Regions from separate parts of the Sus scrofa genome. Here region 2 is linked to region 1. Evidence: chromatin contacts called from public Hi-C data. All regions are on one chromosome and are shown on one strand. The core of a region is the stretch at or near the end of the contact, and the rest is flanking DNA. Distances in the headings are between cores, read along the strand shown.

Region 1 (7,417 bases), core at 2,021-4,520:
ACAATCTGCAAAAAAGACATTGTTGCCCAATTTAGCTATCCACAGAACTTCATCAGAAGAAATCTAATGGAAATGAATGGTTCTTTCTTGCAATTTATCAAGACTGTTTTTAATTGTTGTTGTTGTTGTTTTTAGCCCAGAGTTAAAGTATATCCACTTCAGTTTGGAGAAGTCACTCTGGGCCATACCACATGCCCTGGGCTTAATTTGCAGATAACAAAATGCCTGCTGTCTTTTCTGCTCCTTCAGGTTTACCCATAATTTATCAGAAGAAAAGGCATTCATACAGCTCCATGTTTCGTTTTTTACAGCCAGCCAGTTCCTCCAATTTCCTCTCCAAAAGAACATGCAGCTGTTTATAAAATGCCTCTATTTAGAAGTCCTCCTTAGGAGGCAAGAGGAAATCTTAGGCTTCTTTCAGATAACGTTTTGCAAATGATGCTGAGAATAAATAATATATTACTGTTTGTAAGGAGAAAAATAAATGCTGCCACCCTTACCAAGAAGGATCAGTGTCCTCACCGTGGACCTCTGCTTAGGAAAGGGGGCATTCAAAGGCAAGCTGCCCCCTTTACTGCCTGCTCGTGGGCTGGAAGCCAGGTCTGCCACGGTCTAGTTTAACTAACTGGGAGGGACTGTTTTCAAGGGGAGATGGCGGTCATTAATCAGAGCAGCCCGTATTTGGCTATCTCAGCATTCTGATGTGATGCTAGACGTGGAAAGTGATGAAAATCAAACAGGAATGTTCAGTGAGGGCAGCTGGTCACTATTAGGAAAGCAGATTTCCCTTGTGTTCTTCTTTGCTTGAATTCAAGTGGTGAGCATTTTGCAATGTCCAACTGATGTGATAAATGATCCAGTAAGTCATGACACAATGCACTGTATATTTTAAATACAAGCCAGAATTTGTCATTTAATTAGAATGCTGCTTAAATACAGTGTTCTTTTATCATAATTATAGCCTCAGGTTAGTAAAGGGCAGCAGCATTTCACTCCCTTGTCATCATAATGAAGCAATTGTGCATTCAATAGTCAACAGACTGTTATTGGACACCTACTAAGTGCTACTCTGATTCTGATTTAGAAGCTTAACTCTGGTCCCATTCACCACAGTATTTTTAATGCAACAATTAAAACTAAAATGTTATACTTTGAGGTCTTTTCCTACAATTCTGTAGTCTGGCAGAGAGAAAATTGCCCAGGCAACTTCTCCTGTTTCAGTGAAAGATGAATCTTAGAGCTGGAGATACAGCCCTTAACAAGAAAGAAAAGTTCCCTGCCCACGTGATGGTATCTTTCTCTAGGGATAAGCAGACAATAAATAGATAAGTAAATGATTGAAAAATAATTATAGATGATTTTACAATAAAAATACTAAAACAAGGGGTTTCCTGCTGTGGCTTAGCAAATTAAGGACCTGACATTGTCTGTGTGAGGATGTGGGTTCTATCCCTGGCCCTGCTCAGTGGGTTAAGGATCCGGCGTTGTTGCAAGCTTTAACAGTTGCAGATGCGACTCGGATCCAGAGTGGCTGTGGTGGGCAGCTGCAGCTCTGATTCAACCCCTACTCTGGGAATTTCCATATGCTGTTCTGTAAAAAGAAAAAATAAGTAATACAGATTATCTTAATAGAGGCTGACTGGCAAAGTAAGGCATACCCACTCTAATGTGGTCATGGAAGAATCTTTTAGGATCTAACATATGCTCTCAGTTCTGAATAATGAGGAAGACCCCAGCCATGGAAAATCTGGAGGAAGAACCTGGGGAGCTTCCAGGAAAAGCTCAAGGAAGCTAATTTTGTGTGGTCAAGGAATAGGTAGAGGACAATGTGCCTGCAGGGCTGTGAGTTTTGAAAAAGATCTAGGAGATGAGGTTGTAGAGGTAGGCAGGGGCTGGATGATGCAAGTCCTGTGGACCATGGTATAGTACAACTGGAAAATGTTGAAAGACTGCAGGATATCAATGTTATTTATGTTTTACACTTATCATTCTGGCTCCTTTATGGGAGACAGATGGAAACAAGAAAACCAGTTAAGAATAGTTGAGATAAGTGATTAGTAGCTTAACATTGGCAGAAAGGAAGTAAAGTGGATGGTTTTGAGACATTTTAGAAGCAGAACCTTCAAACTTGCTGAAGAATTAGATGTGGAGGTGAGGGGAAAAGTAGGAAACCAGGAAATAGGTTATGGTTTGAACAACAGAATGGTTGACAGTATCATGGGATAGAGAACTGAATTTAGAGGGAAGGGGAGGAATAAGTTTGAGGTGAAGGTAGGAACTGAGAATTCTTTGCAGCTGCGTTACACGGGAAGTTGCCATTGGACATCTGACTGGAGATGTGAAGACTGGGGAGATAAAGGTAGGTGCTGTTGCTTTGTAAAAGATAATGTAGAGCTTTGGAAGGAGAGAAAAGTAGGAAGTGAAGGACCTGGCTGTGAAGCACCCTAACATTAGAGGTTCAGGACAGTGTGTCAAGGAAATAGGTGTAGTGCTTAACATAGTGTCAATGGGGGCTAAACACTGGGCCTGAAATGCATTAGAGAAGGAATCAGAGGTGATATAAACATGCTGAAAGCTGCAGCATTGTGGTATTTTAACTTTTTCTGCTGTGGTGAAAATGAAGATGAAAATCATTTCATCTGAGTTAGCAAATATCATGGAAAATTAAATGTAGATTTTTATTCCATGCGGGTATTTATAACACGTGACTGTCTCCGCATCACTGCCACCCTCGTAAGCAGTTCTTCAGGAGCTGTGATTTGTTTCAGCATGGGGGTGCTCTATGTCCTGGGATGAGTTTGGGGGAATATACAGCATGCTTGTGTTTATTCAGGATTTGGAGAATCCCGTTTGGTAATACCAAGTCATTTCCCCAAAACTTCTAGAAGTTAAAGATGGGATAGGCATCTCTCATATAAGTGTAAAAATTTCTGGATTAGTTCTGCAGAGGTGATGGTCCAGTCTAGTCAGTTCTTAGGAACCAAGTCCTTGGAAGTCTTCCACAGGGACTGCTCTCATGTGACATAGGTGAGTCACTCCAACACCAACCAAGACAGAGTCCTGTGGCCCAGGAAGTGACCATGGGCCCTGGAGCCAGGCCCATCTGAATTCAAATCCCAGCTCTGCCACTTTCTGGCTTTGTCTTCTGAGACAAGTTACCCAAGTTCTCCAAGTCTCTTTTTCCTCTTCTGTAAATGATGACAGTGCCTCACAAGCTTGTTATGAACTTTAATGAGATACCATGTGCTGAGTGACTAACCCTGTGCCCTGATGAGTCATTATGAGATGCTCAATAAATCTTGCTCTGTTTTCTCACTTTGCCCAGTAACACTCTAACCCACTAAAGCCCCAGGTAATTCTGATTCTGGCCCCATTCACCACATGACTTTTTGAATGTAAAAATTAAAACTAAAATGTTATACTTAGAGGTCATTTCCTGAATCAGTGATCCTTTTTGTGAGCTGGCAGAGAAAAAATTGCTTAGGCAACTTCTGCTATTTCAGTATGAGAAAGATTCTCAGCCAGTGAGCAGCACTCTTTCTCAGTCTGGTTAATTTCCTCAACATGGTTATGGTGCTTGTAACTTCCTATTTAAATTCTAGAATTTGACTCTAGTATCTAAACTCAGTAAGAACAAAGAAACTTCCCATCAGCTGCCTGCCAGATTTCCCTACTGTACACCGTTCAGTAAATTTGTCACAGAACCATTGCCATTTTTCCCCCATTTAATTTTTTAATTCAACCAGTTTGTATGGAGGCCCTGCTAGATGCCCAACCCAGAGTAGACACCGGAGTGATCATGAGCAAGATGGACACAGTCCCTGCACACACTCTTGCACAGACCAGAGCTAGCCAACCCCTTCCACTGGTAGAGAAGTGGCTTTCCTTCCCTTCTCCATTCCAAGAGGTCTTTTATGTAGATGAAAATGCATCTTATTTAAAATTCCTGGAATTGTTTGGAAATATGAACTGAAGTTTATTGCCGTCTTTTCTCTGCTTTCCCTTTAATTGAGGAGTAGGCTATTTCCTTTGTGTGTGTGTGTCAATAAATCTGACAACTTAAAAGAAATGAACAAATTCCTTAAAGGACACAATCAGCATTGTTCAAGAAGAAGTAGAAAACCTGCTTAGCCTCATATCTTTCAAAGAAAATGAATTCCTAATGCCCATTTAAAATACTGAAGTTAGGCCCTGATTTGGGCCTAACCCTAGACCTGAATAGCTTTATGGGTAAATTTTTTTTTTTTTTCTGGTCTTTTTAGGGCCACACCCACGACATATGGTGATTCCCAGACTAAGTGTCAGATTGGAACTGTAGCTGCTGGCCTACACCACAGCCACAGCGATGCCAGATCCGAAGTGAGTCTGTGACCTACACCACAGCTCACAGCAACACTGGCTCCTTAACCCACTGAGCGAGGCCAGGGATGGAACCTGCGTCCTCATTGATGCTAGTCAGATTCGTTTCTGCTGAGCCACGATGGGAACTCCATGTGTGTATTTTTAATTGTAAAAGTAACACATGCTTGCTTTAAAACGTGTTAATCTTCTCTAAAATGGGATACTTCTCACTATCAGAAGAGAAGCTATTAACTGCTAGAATTTAGTGTCCACACTTCCCAGACATTTTTTTTCTAAGCAGATACAAATGCACATCTGTGCATACCCACCCCCATGTCCCATACACACACAATGCTTTGCTTGTTTTGTTTGTGCAAAGACAGTATCATACCATTCTGTAATTTGATTTTTTTTCCACTTAGCAATATGTCATGGTCATTAGCATTTCAGCACATAAATCTGCATACATTTTTGGTGTAGTCATAGAATCAGTCAGTCATACATAGTTGGTTTTTTTTTAACCATTCTATGGATAGAACTTTAAGTTGTTTCCAGTTTACTGCTATTAGAGACAATTATTTAGCAAATGTTCTTGTGTATTTTCACATTTGTGTGTGCCTCTCTGTAGACTAGAATCCTCTAGGTGGAATTGCTAGGTCAAAGGGGTTGTGCATTGGAGTTCCTGCTGTGGTGCATCAGGTTAAGGATTTGGCATTGTCTCTGTAGTAGCTCGAGTCACTGCTGAGGTGTAGGTTTGATCCCTGGCCTTGGAACTTTCATATATTGCAGGTGCAGCCAAAAAAGGGGGGGGGGATTGTGCATTTTAAACCTTGATAATGTGAAATTGCCTCCAAGAAAGATGACACCCATAGTAGTTTCCTGTCAACACCATATGAGAATACTCACTTCCTCTCTCTCTGCTACTTGAGTACTATCAGTCTTAAGTCTGCCAGTCTAATAGGAAAAAATGGAATTCATTTTAGTTTGCAGACTTCTGGTTTCCACTCTGATGTGTAAAAATCTTGGAAAACACCATTCCCATCCTTACAACAAGAAAAAGCTGGACAAACTGAAAATCAGTGACCTTTCTCAGGTCCATCACAGAAGTGCAGGTTCAAGGTAAACCACACCCTGAAATCTGGAGAGACAGGTGCATCCAAAGAGAGGTAACAGAAGTCACTGGAGCGATAAGGGTGGGACTGCTTAACTAGTAATTGTGACAAATTGCTGGAGACTGAGTGTAGACTCTTATGAGTGAGAAACACCTGGGGCCCCAATCATAGGAAGGCCCCACAGTTTTGAACTCTTTTCCCCCCAGGAGCCCCACTAAGTGCTCATGGTGAGGATCTGAGAAAAATCCCCCCTTCACCCTGGTGGAATGGGAAGAATAGCAATGGTATAACCTTCCTGGATCCTTCGCCATAACAAAGGTCCACTCCCCAGGAATAATACTGAAACCTTGTCCCACTCAGAGGTGGGGATTTCTGTCCTACTCCAGCCCCTAGCCTTCCTGTCTCAACTAAAACAAACCCCCAAAATACAGTTAACAGGACATTGGGAATGGAGTGTGGAGGAGGGCCCTCTACTCAGGGAGGAGGACAGAAACATTTTCAATATATAGGCCCACTGAAGACTGGTTTAATCAGAAGATTATAGAACACTTCCCTCCCTGATACCTTACCACTATTCCAGTAAGCCTGTCATGGATTACAGCTGAAAGATCTACAAAGCCCAAGACTGTCTGAGTGGGAGTTCAAAGGGAAGCCCCAAAGCCAAGAGAGGGTACAAAAATAAGGACACCAGAGAACTTTGAAGCCTGTGGAATTTAGAACTACAACAAACAATAAACATAGCCCAATCCCTAGCCCTATTAACATAAATCCTTACACTAAAGGTCTATTTACCTTACCACCTATTATTAATACAGCATGTCTGGCTTTCAACAACAACAAAAAATGCAAGGCACATTGAACGACAAGAAAAAACAGAGTCTGAAGACAGAAAGCAAGCAATCAGAGCTGATTTAGATATGATACAGATGTTGGAATTATCAGACAAGGAATTTATTTATTTAGCAAGCAAGCAAATTCTTTTTTTTTTTTTTCTTTTGTCCTTTTTAGGGTCGCACCCATGGCATGTGGAGGTTCCCAGGCTAGGGGGTTGAGTAGGAGCTGTAGCAGCCAACATATGCCAGAGCCACAGCAATGTCAGATCCAAGTCACGTCTGCCACCTACACCACAGCTCTCGGCAACGCCGGATCCTTAACCCACTAAGCGAGGCCAGGGATCGAACCCACAACCTCATGGTTCCTAGTTGGATCATTTCCACTGCATCAAGACAGGAACTCCAAGCAAAATCTTTATTACAGGAAAGCAAACAGCTCCCAGGACAGTTGTGAGGGGGAAGAAGAGTCCCCTCCTCTGTTGTCCTATAGAGGTTTTTATCCCTTAAAGATGGGTTTACCAATGTGGGGTCCAGAAAGATGTGATTTTCTCGCACTGGCCTTGCCCAGTTACCTATATCAGTCCTTGTCCAGTAGGGGTCTTAGGGGTGGAAATGTCCTGTCAATCTCATGGTTTCTTTGCCTTTCTCTTCCTGTAGACTGAGTCACAGGGGGTTAGAGATTAATGTCCATCTGGGCGTACAGACAAGGAATTTAAAATAACTATGATTTGTTAAAAGCACTAATACAAAGATAAACATCATGTGAAACCAATTCAATAATGTCAAAGGAAAGATGAAAACTATGAGAATCAGAAGGAAATACTAGAAATAGAAAACTAATGGAAATGAAGAATGTCTTCAGTGGGCTCATCTACTGGACACAGTGAGGGAGGAAGCAATGAGTTTGAAGTAGAACAATAGAAACTTCCCAAATTGAAACTCAAAAGGAAAAAATAATTTAAAAACAGAACATTCAGAAACTGTGGGACAATTTCATGAGGGTTAACGTGTGTGTGACTGGAATAATGGAAGGAGAAGAGAACAGGGCATAAGAAAGATTTGAAATAATAATGTCTGAGAATTTTCCCAAATTAGTTACAAAGAGCAACCTCTAACAGATCCAGGGAGCTC
Region 2 (7,417 bases), core at 1,576-4,075, 370 kb before region 1:
GCCTGCTGTGTCAACTGAGCTGAGGGACATTCGGAGAGAACGTGGTGAAACCAACACATTGGTATGTTGCCCTGTCAAGGTCTGCTTGTTTTGGCCCCGGTACACATGGCCTTGGCCCGTGTCATCTTGATAAACAGAGATGAATGCACCTCAGTAACCATCGCCCAGACTGCTTGGGTCGGTGAGGCTGTATTCTGGTGGAATTGTGCCCGCGGGGCTTGGAGATCTTCCACAGAGAGCTGGCTCTCTCTGCCCCCACAGAGACCCCTTTCTGGTGCTAAGAAACGCTCTCCGTTTGCCAGTGGTTGACTCAAGCCAGAGCAGGGCGGGGGCAGCCACTGCTTGGGTGTGGGCCTGGCTAACTTAGAATACAGAACAGCCCTATTTCCTCTCACCAGGCCCCCCAAGCTCCACCCACCACACACATGGCCACCCCTAGGAGCAACCTCTAATCCTCCAGGCACTAGAGCTGGGGTGGCAGGGGGGGGGGGTCGCTCCTCCTCCCTGATGGCTTCCCCGTTGCTTGGGCTCCTGGGAAGCTCTGCGGCCGACACCATGATGTAAAGGACAGTAGGCGTCAAAGCCCCCCCTCACAGTCCCTCACAAACTTGCAGCCAGTGGAGTGGTGGTCAGGCCCCAGGAAAACCATGGCATTTGCCACAGCCTTAGCCTGTGTGTGTGCATGTGCACACACACTTCTATTTCTAGCGCTCCCCTTTCCTCACTCCTGCCATGCACCTTGGCAAAACCTGTCCTGTCATTCATCTCTCAGAGACCGACCAAGCACCCACATGCGCAAGACAAACCTTTGCAGAGAGAGGCAGACGGTGGCTCCCTCCTCCCAAATCCAAGAGCCCAGGGAAGGAAAATAGTATTAACTGAGTTCGTGTTTCGTGTCAGAAACTTTAGATGTAGGACTTCTCTCAGTCTGGCCTCTCACCTGAGAGTAAGGCCTCGTTATTGCCATAAGAAGCAAGAGCAGGGACGCTGCCACCTGACTGCCTGAGTTCCAAGTCCAGCTTTGCTCCTGTGACCGTGGCTAGGTGACCTCACCCACATGCCTGCTTCATGGGGAAAATGGGACTCAGGCTATTGTGAGCTCGGAATGACAACGTACATAAAAAGTGCCTAGAGCAGCAGTGTCATGTCATCACATTCTATTAGCTTTATACGTTAAAGAAGAGGAGACAGAGGCCACAGATCGGGTGTTAAAGTGTGGTTCCTGGTGGGCTCCATGCTAATGCTCTCCCCAGTGTTCTTTTAAACATTGTGACGTGTCATTCCCCACCCCTCCCTCACCCCCAGGGATGGTTACAGTGGGCCTTGAAAGTGAGTTTTGGACTAGTGTATGGGAGAGAGTTTGGAGGACCAGAGCCATCTGAGTCTTGTTTGGGCCCTGAAATTGTATCCCTTGAGCTGGGTGCTGCCCGCTGTCGGCGGTGGGCTCTTTCCCCACCTGGGGGCAGGAAGGCCTTGCTGTTATGGGGATGGCTGGCGGCTGGCTCCCACCCCTCCTCTACTCAGAGGCTGGCAGAGACTGCAGGATTCTGACTCGAACCTCCTCACCCCCATCCCCATGCTAAAACCTGAGTTTTCCCTGAAAATATGGCAGAAGTTGAAATTTACACCCAAGCCCACCTGGCTCCAAAGCCCATTCACTCCATTCTTATCTTGGTCAGCTGCTAGACATCTGTGGCAGATAGACAGATGAGTCCACAGGGACTGACACAGTCAGGACTTGACCTTCGTGTGCCCGTGGAGGAAGGGAATGGGAGACTGGGACAAAGGCCAGTGCCTGGGCAGGCACCTGTACGCATAACCTCCGATCACTCAACTTAGAAATCCGACTGATGGGGAGATCATCCGCTCTTACCTAGAGTGCTACAAGGGACTCCCCTCAGTCTCAAGGAGAGACGTATCCAGGGTGTCTTGGGTCAGGCAAACTATGGTTTCAAGGGTTTCTGGAGCTTATATCATGCCCTGAGTCAATACTCTCCCAACTAGCTTTGTGATCTTGGCTAAATCTCTCAGCCTCTCTGAACTTCAGTTTACTAATATGTAAAGCTGAGCAACTAAAGCTGGGCAAATAATCCCTACTTAACAAGGGTTTCCAATGGCCAAGGGCTGCACCTCAGAGATGCTTATGGAATGTGAGTTTTCCTAGACTGTAAGAAGGCACATATGATCCCACTTGATTCCACCCCAGAGATGAAAGCTCTGGAAGAAAGTTTTCTGCACACTCACTCGGATGTTTGCACCTCCTGTGGGTAAAGATGCAGTCTTCACGTCACTTCACTGCACTGCGGGTATCAGAAGCCCTTCTCAGCAAACCCAGCACCTGTGACGGGTCATCAACTGCCTTCCTGGGTCTCCTAGGCCTCTGTGACATGGCTGCCCCCCGTCCCACCACCGTCAAACCCTCCATGCTTTTCAGTGTTGTGCACATTGGTTTCCTCAAAGCAAGACAAGACATGGTACCAAACTGACAACATTCTTCTCAATTCTGCCCATCATCTGGGCCCCGCTTAGGGGAAGGGAGAGGGTACGTGGAGCTGGAGGGGGGCCTGGAAGGAAGCCTCCAGAAGCCCAGGGACCTTTCATCCCAGATCCAATGCCAGGAAGCTGAGTCTCAAGGGAAGCTTCTCAGAGGCCTGGGAAGGCCTGAGAGAGGGTGTGAAGAACTATTAGGAATGTGCAAGGCTCTTCAGGAATCTCTGTCACATGAAAAGGAGAAAGGAAAGCAGTTAACCAGGTCAAAGGGCAGGAGTTTTCAGTTGATTATTCATCATGATTAGAGGATGACTGTTGACTAGATTACTAATTTCACAGGTATGGAGGGAAAAGCATTGTGGACTTTTTCTGCAGCATTTTCCTCCCAACCTTGTAGAGGGGTGTGTGTCATTCAACTCCCAGCACTCAAAGCAGTGAGGAGAGTGAGAATCTGAAGCCCCAATCCCTGGGTTCAAGCTAGGGTTTCCCTTTCACAAGCCTGTGACCTCTTAGACTCCAAATTCCTTGTCTGAAAACAGGGCCAGTTGCTCCCTGGGGGATGAGGTATGCAGCCTCTGAGGACACTTCTCATAAAGAGGGAAGCCAGAGGTTATTGGTCACTTGTTATCATTAGTGTGCAGGAGCCCCGGAGTTCCTGCTATGGTGCAATGGGATTGGCAGTGTCTCTGCAGCACTGGGACCCAGGTTCAATCCCTGGCCTGGCGCAGTGGGTTCAATATCCCAGGTAGGTTGCAGCTGTGACTAGGATCTGATCCTGGGCCCAGCACCTCCATATGCCACAGGGAGGCCAAAAAAGAAAAAGAAAAAAAAAAAAATTCAGGAGCCATAATGTCTCTCCAGGTCAACTAGTCCTGTCTCAATATTAGCAAAGAGAAAAGGAACTATTTCTCATGGTGTTTTGTACTCTTTGGGGATTTTAAAAGTTTTTTTAAAGGCTGAAGAAAAGCAGCCATATTGCTTTGGTTTCTCCATCTGTTCCTCCATCTTATCTCCATCATCTCGGGGCAAGTACCAGCCTTTTTGGTAAGGCCTTGACAAGAGGCCACCAGCAGGCCCCAGGCAGGCCTCCCCGCAGGCTTGGAGGAGCAGCCAGCAGCCGGCTAGCGGCCTGAGGAAGGGGGAGCTGGGACATGCCTTCCTCCTTGGGTCCAGGGCTGTGTTGGGCACTTTTGCCTTCATGGGTGACTTCCTCCATTAATAAATATTTTTAAATATATTTTATGAATGCACTGGTATAAAAATAGATAAAATCCAGGCTGGGCTCTCTCTCTATATATATATACATATATGTATATATATATATATATATTCATACTCATCCTTAGTAATTTTTCTGATATTTTTAAGAGAATTGAAATTTAACTGGAAGTGAATTATGAGGACTCGATTTTGCCACTAGGGGGCAGCACAAGCCCACTAGGTGTTTACTGGAACTAGTGTGGCAGGGTTCAGGGTAAACGGTGGGCAAGGACCAAGCAACGACTCCCACTGCTGACTCACAAAGGCCCTTTGCTTCTCCCAGCGTTTCCTCGGAGAGGGTTGTGTTAGCGGCCTCTCTACCTCAGCCCCAGGAAGTACGCAGGCAGGACGGGGGCTCTTGCCCCCTCTTGGGGCACAGAGTCTCCCCTGGGAGGTGTGGGTCATGCGGGGTCACACGGTGGCGGAGTGGGACCAACCAGAATTTCCTGGCTCCTCCTGCAACACTCCTCCTCTGAGCCGGTGCGCTGGATGCTCCGAAGACCTATGACATTGCCAATGTTGGCGGCCCAGCCCCTGCCGTGTCCATGTCCCAACACTCACTGGGGAGCTGTAGGCCCCCGTGGATTGGGCCTGGGCCCTGCCCACGCCGTGCCTTTGTTCCCTCCCTCTGCCGAACCCCCAGAGCCTCGAAGGGGGAGTTGTTCACTCTGCTCCCCCAGAACTGAGCTGGGACATCAAAGGCACGCAAAAGGCATTCGCTGGGCATGGGGTACGGGACGAACAAGGTGCAGCAAGCGGCTGGGGGTCTGGGCCAGGAAGTACCACAAAAAAAGGAAAGACCAGAAACAAAACCAAACAGAAAGCCAGGCAGGAGATGATAAGGTCTCCAGGCAGCGTTTCTACCTCCTGGGAGGGGGGAGGGGGGACACCCAGCACGTGGCCGGCGGAACAATAGGCCTTTCTGTGCTCTGCAGCTGAGTATACACCCTGGAGGAGGGGAGACCCTCCCCAGGAGGCCCCGTGTGCCCCCAACGCTGTGGGAAGCTAGTTTACAGCACCCAGTTTGTGTGGTTTCCTTCTGAAGAGGTGAGGGTGGTGCTCAAATTCGTGAGATAAATAAGCGCTCTTTGCTGGATGAGTAGAAAAAGATTTTTTTTTTTTTTTAAAGGGGACACAAGACACCAGCTGACTCTGAAATGGATGAGGCAGAAGGCAACTCTGTTCTCTTTCAGAGAGCACCTGTATAGTTCAAAGTGTCCAAGAAAGTTCTGGAACTTTGGCAAACTGGCTGGGCTTGAGGCAGGGGTACAAGGCCTTATACCTAGGCCCTGGAGAGGTGGGTGGGGCCCTGGATGTCCCAGAGCTTCCAGGGACAGAGGTGACATCCACCCACTGAGTAGCGCCCGCCCTCAGGGTTACTACACAGCAGAAGTTTCTCCCCTCTCACCCTGGTGCTGGTCTGGTTAGGCAGGCCCAACTAGGAAGGAGGAATGAAAGGCTTGTCACTGGGGTGAAGAGTAAGTCACAGTTCGGTTTCCGACCTCCACAGTGACCCCCAAGGGATTGGCGCACAGAGGCAACCATCTAGTCTAGACTGGGTGGGACAAGCGGGACTGAGAAATCTGCACAGGAAAGGAAAGGGGCCCTGAGCAGAGTGCTGGGCATTCCTGAGGCTGTGGATCAGCACCTTCCTGGCAGGGGGACAGACACTGCCGACGAGAGCCACAGGAAAAGCTAATCCAAGGAAGGCATAGCCATGGTTTTCTTTAAGCTGAGCCAGACCCACCATATTCAGAAATTCTATGAGAGAGGATGACTGACTTCCAGAACCAAAGAGGACTTTCAGGAGGATCGCCTCAGAGCCCTTCGTATTGCCGCTGGAAAGGACTTTGGAGGAAATATTGTTAAACCTCCATGTGGCCCACAGGGATGGTGTGACTGCCAAATGCCCCACAGCAGCTCAGAGGACAGGAACAGCAAGCCCTGGTTTCTCGGTCTATGGCCCAGAGCTCTTGCTGATAGGTGGCACTACCTTGGGAAAGGAAGGAATAGGTGGCCCAGAGCAGTCTTGACAACCTGGGGTGTCTCTCTGAGGCTCATGGGGCTGAGGGTACAAAGTGAACCTAATTTTAAGGGCCAGACCAGAGAGGGAAGGAAGCCACCAAAACAGTGTGATTCATCGGAGTAACTGGAGAGTCTAAACCCAAGACAGCTCCATGTCACGTGACAGGGAAGGATGTCCAGTGTCCTGAGAACTGCGATCCTAAGAGCCTGAGGCTCCAGGGAGGTCGGAAGGGGTCTGTGTGCCCACGTGAGAGGAGCAGGCCCAGCAGGTCCAGGTGCTTCCCTGGACCCCTCGGGTAGCTCTGAGTCAGCAGCCATTTCTGAGATTGGCACCATCACCCAGGGCCTTTAATGGTGACTCAGCAGAGAGGGCTAGAACAATGCATTGTCTTCCCCTGGAGAGGCCTCTCAGCCACAGACACCCACCTGTGCCTCCTGGGTCCCTCTTCTGCCTTTGGGAAAGCAGAGGGCCACCTGCTCCCTCCCTGGCTCCCACCACATGGGCTGGTAGAGCCTCCCCAGGGTGGGGCCATAGGACCCGCCAACGGCACGGGAACAACATCAGTTTGGTTTCTTAAGCAACCAGATTTCTTCAAATGCTTATTTTTCCAAAGAGATGAGGAACATAGGGTTTAGATTTGGAAGACACCTTAGAGAACAGCCAATTCTAAAATTTCACAGATGAAGAAACTGAAGTATGGATGGATTATATGTTTTCCTAAGATTACACAGAGCTTTCTTCCTTGAGGCCACTGTCTTGCTTGGCTAACCAGCAGGCAAAGGTGAAGGGTCCTCTGAGAGACAGACCACAGCTCAGGGACCTGGGTCAGCGCTGTGCCAGGCAGAACACTGCCCCCTGCCCCACCAGATGTCCATCCTCTAATCCTGGAAACTGTGAATACATCACTTTACACAGTAGGGGTTGAATTGGAGCTATAGCCACCAGCCTATGCCCCAGCCACAACAATGCCAGATCCAAACCATGTCTGCGGCCACAGCTCATGGCAATGTCGGATCCTTAACCCACTGAACCAGGCCAGGGATCGAACCTGCATCCTCATGGATTCTAGTCAGTTCGTTTCTGCTGAGCCGCTATGGGAACTCCTCCAAGATTAAAGATCTTGAGATGAAAGATCATTCTGGATTATCTGGGTGATAATCCTACAGACACAAGGATCCTTAGCAGTGAAAGAGGGAGGCAGGAGAGGCAGAGTCAGAGAGACTGGAAGACGCTCTGCTGCTGGCTTTGAACGTGGGGGAGGGGCTCTGCTCCAAGGGGTGCAGCCTCTAGAAGCTGGTAAAGTAAGGAAAGAGATTCCTCCTGGCACCTCCAGAAGGAATCAGCCCTGCCCACAACCTAACTAGCCCAGTGAAACCCATTTCAGATCTCTGACCTGTAGAGCTGTAAAATAATAAATTTGTGTCACTCTAGGCCACTCAGTTTGTGGTAATTTGTTACAATAGCAATAGATCATTAACACATGTTCCTTACGCCCCTGTCCCACTGCTGTTAGTGGTTTTAAAGAATGCATTTGAAAACCAATTTACCATCCTTTCATTTCTACTTAATAAGATATAAAAATAAATTGGAAACTTACAATAAAAATATCAAGTCCTTTTCCCTCAATAGTGAGTGTTGTAC

Evidence for each region. Hi-C and Micro-C count contacts between places; a contact is called where the count stands out from the background.
Region 2: a Hi-C map of embryonic fibroblasts shows a contact between it and region 1, with 2.2 times the contacts expected there. The contact joins two enhancer-like sites. A contact is called at or near these places in 3 of 47 Hi-C or Micro-C datasets (adipocytes, embryonic fibroblasts and fibroblasts) and 1 of 2 datasets of contacts at active chromatin or transcription factors (alveolar macrophages).

What each region holds. Positions count from the first base shown.
Region 1 is chr13:96,592,889-96,600,305 of Sscrofa11.1, reverse strand. No RefSeq gene overlaps it. Among named protein-coding and RNA genes, the nearest start is that of LEKR1, 44 kb to the left of the region's middle. Within about 2 kb of position 3,270, at least 16 of the 83 cell types and tissues checked have an H3K27ac peak or open chromatin away from gene starts, as enhancers often do. A contact at or near this core is called in embryonic fibroblasts, where this site is marked.
Region 2 is chr13:96,965,384-96,972,800 of Sscrofa11.1, reverse strand. No RefSeq gene overlaps it. Among named protein-coding and RNA genes, the nearest start is that of CCNL1, 35 kb to the left of the region's middle. Within about 2 kb of position 2,825, at least 52 of the 83 cell types and tissues checked have an H3K27ac peak or open chromatin away from gene starts, as enhancers often do. A contact at or near this core is called in embryonic fibroblasts, where this site is marked.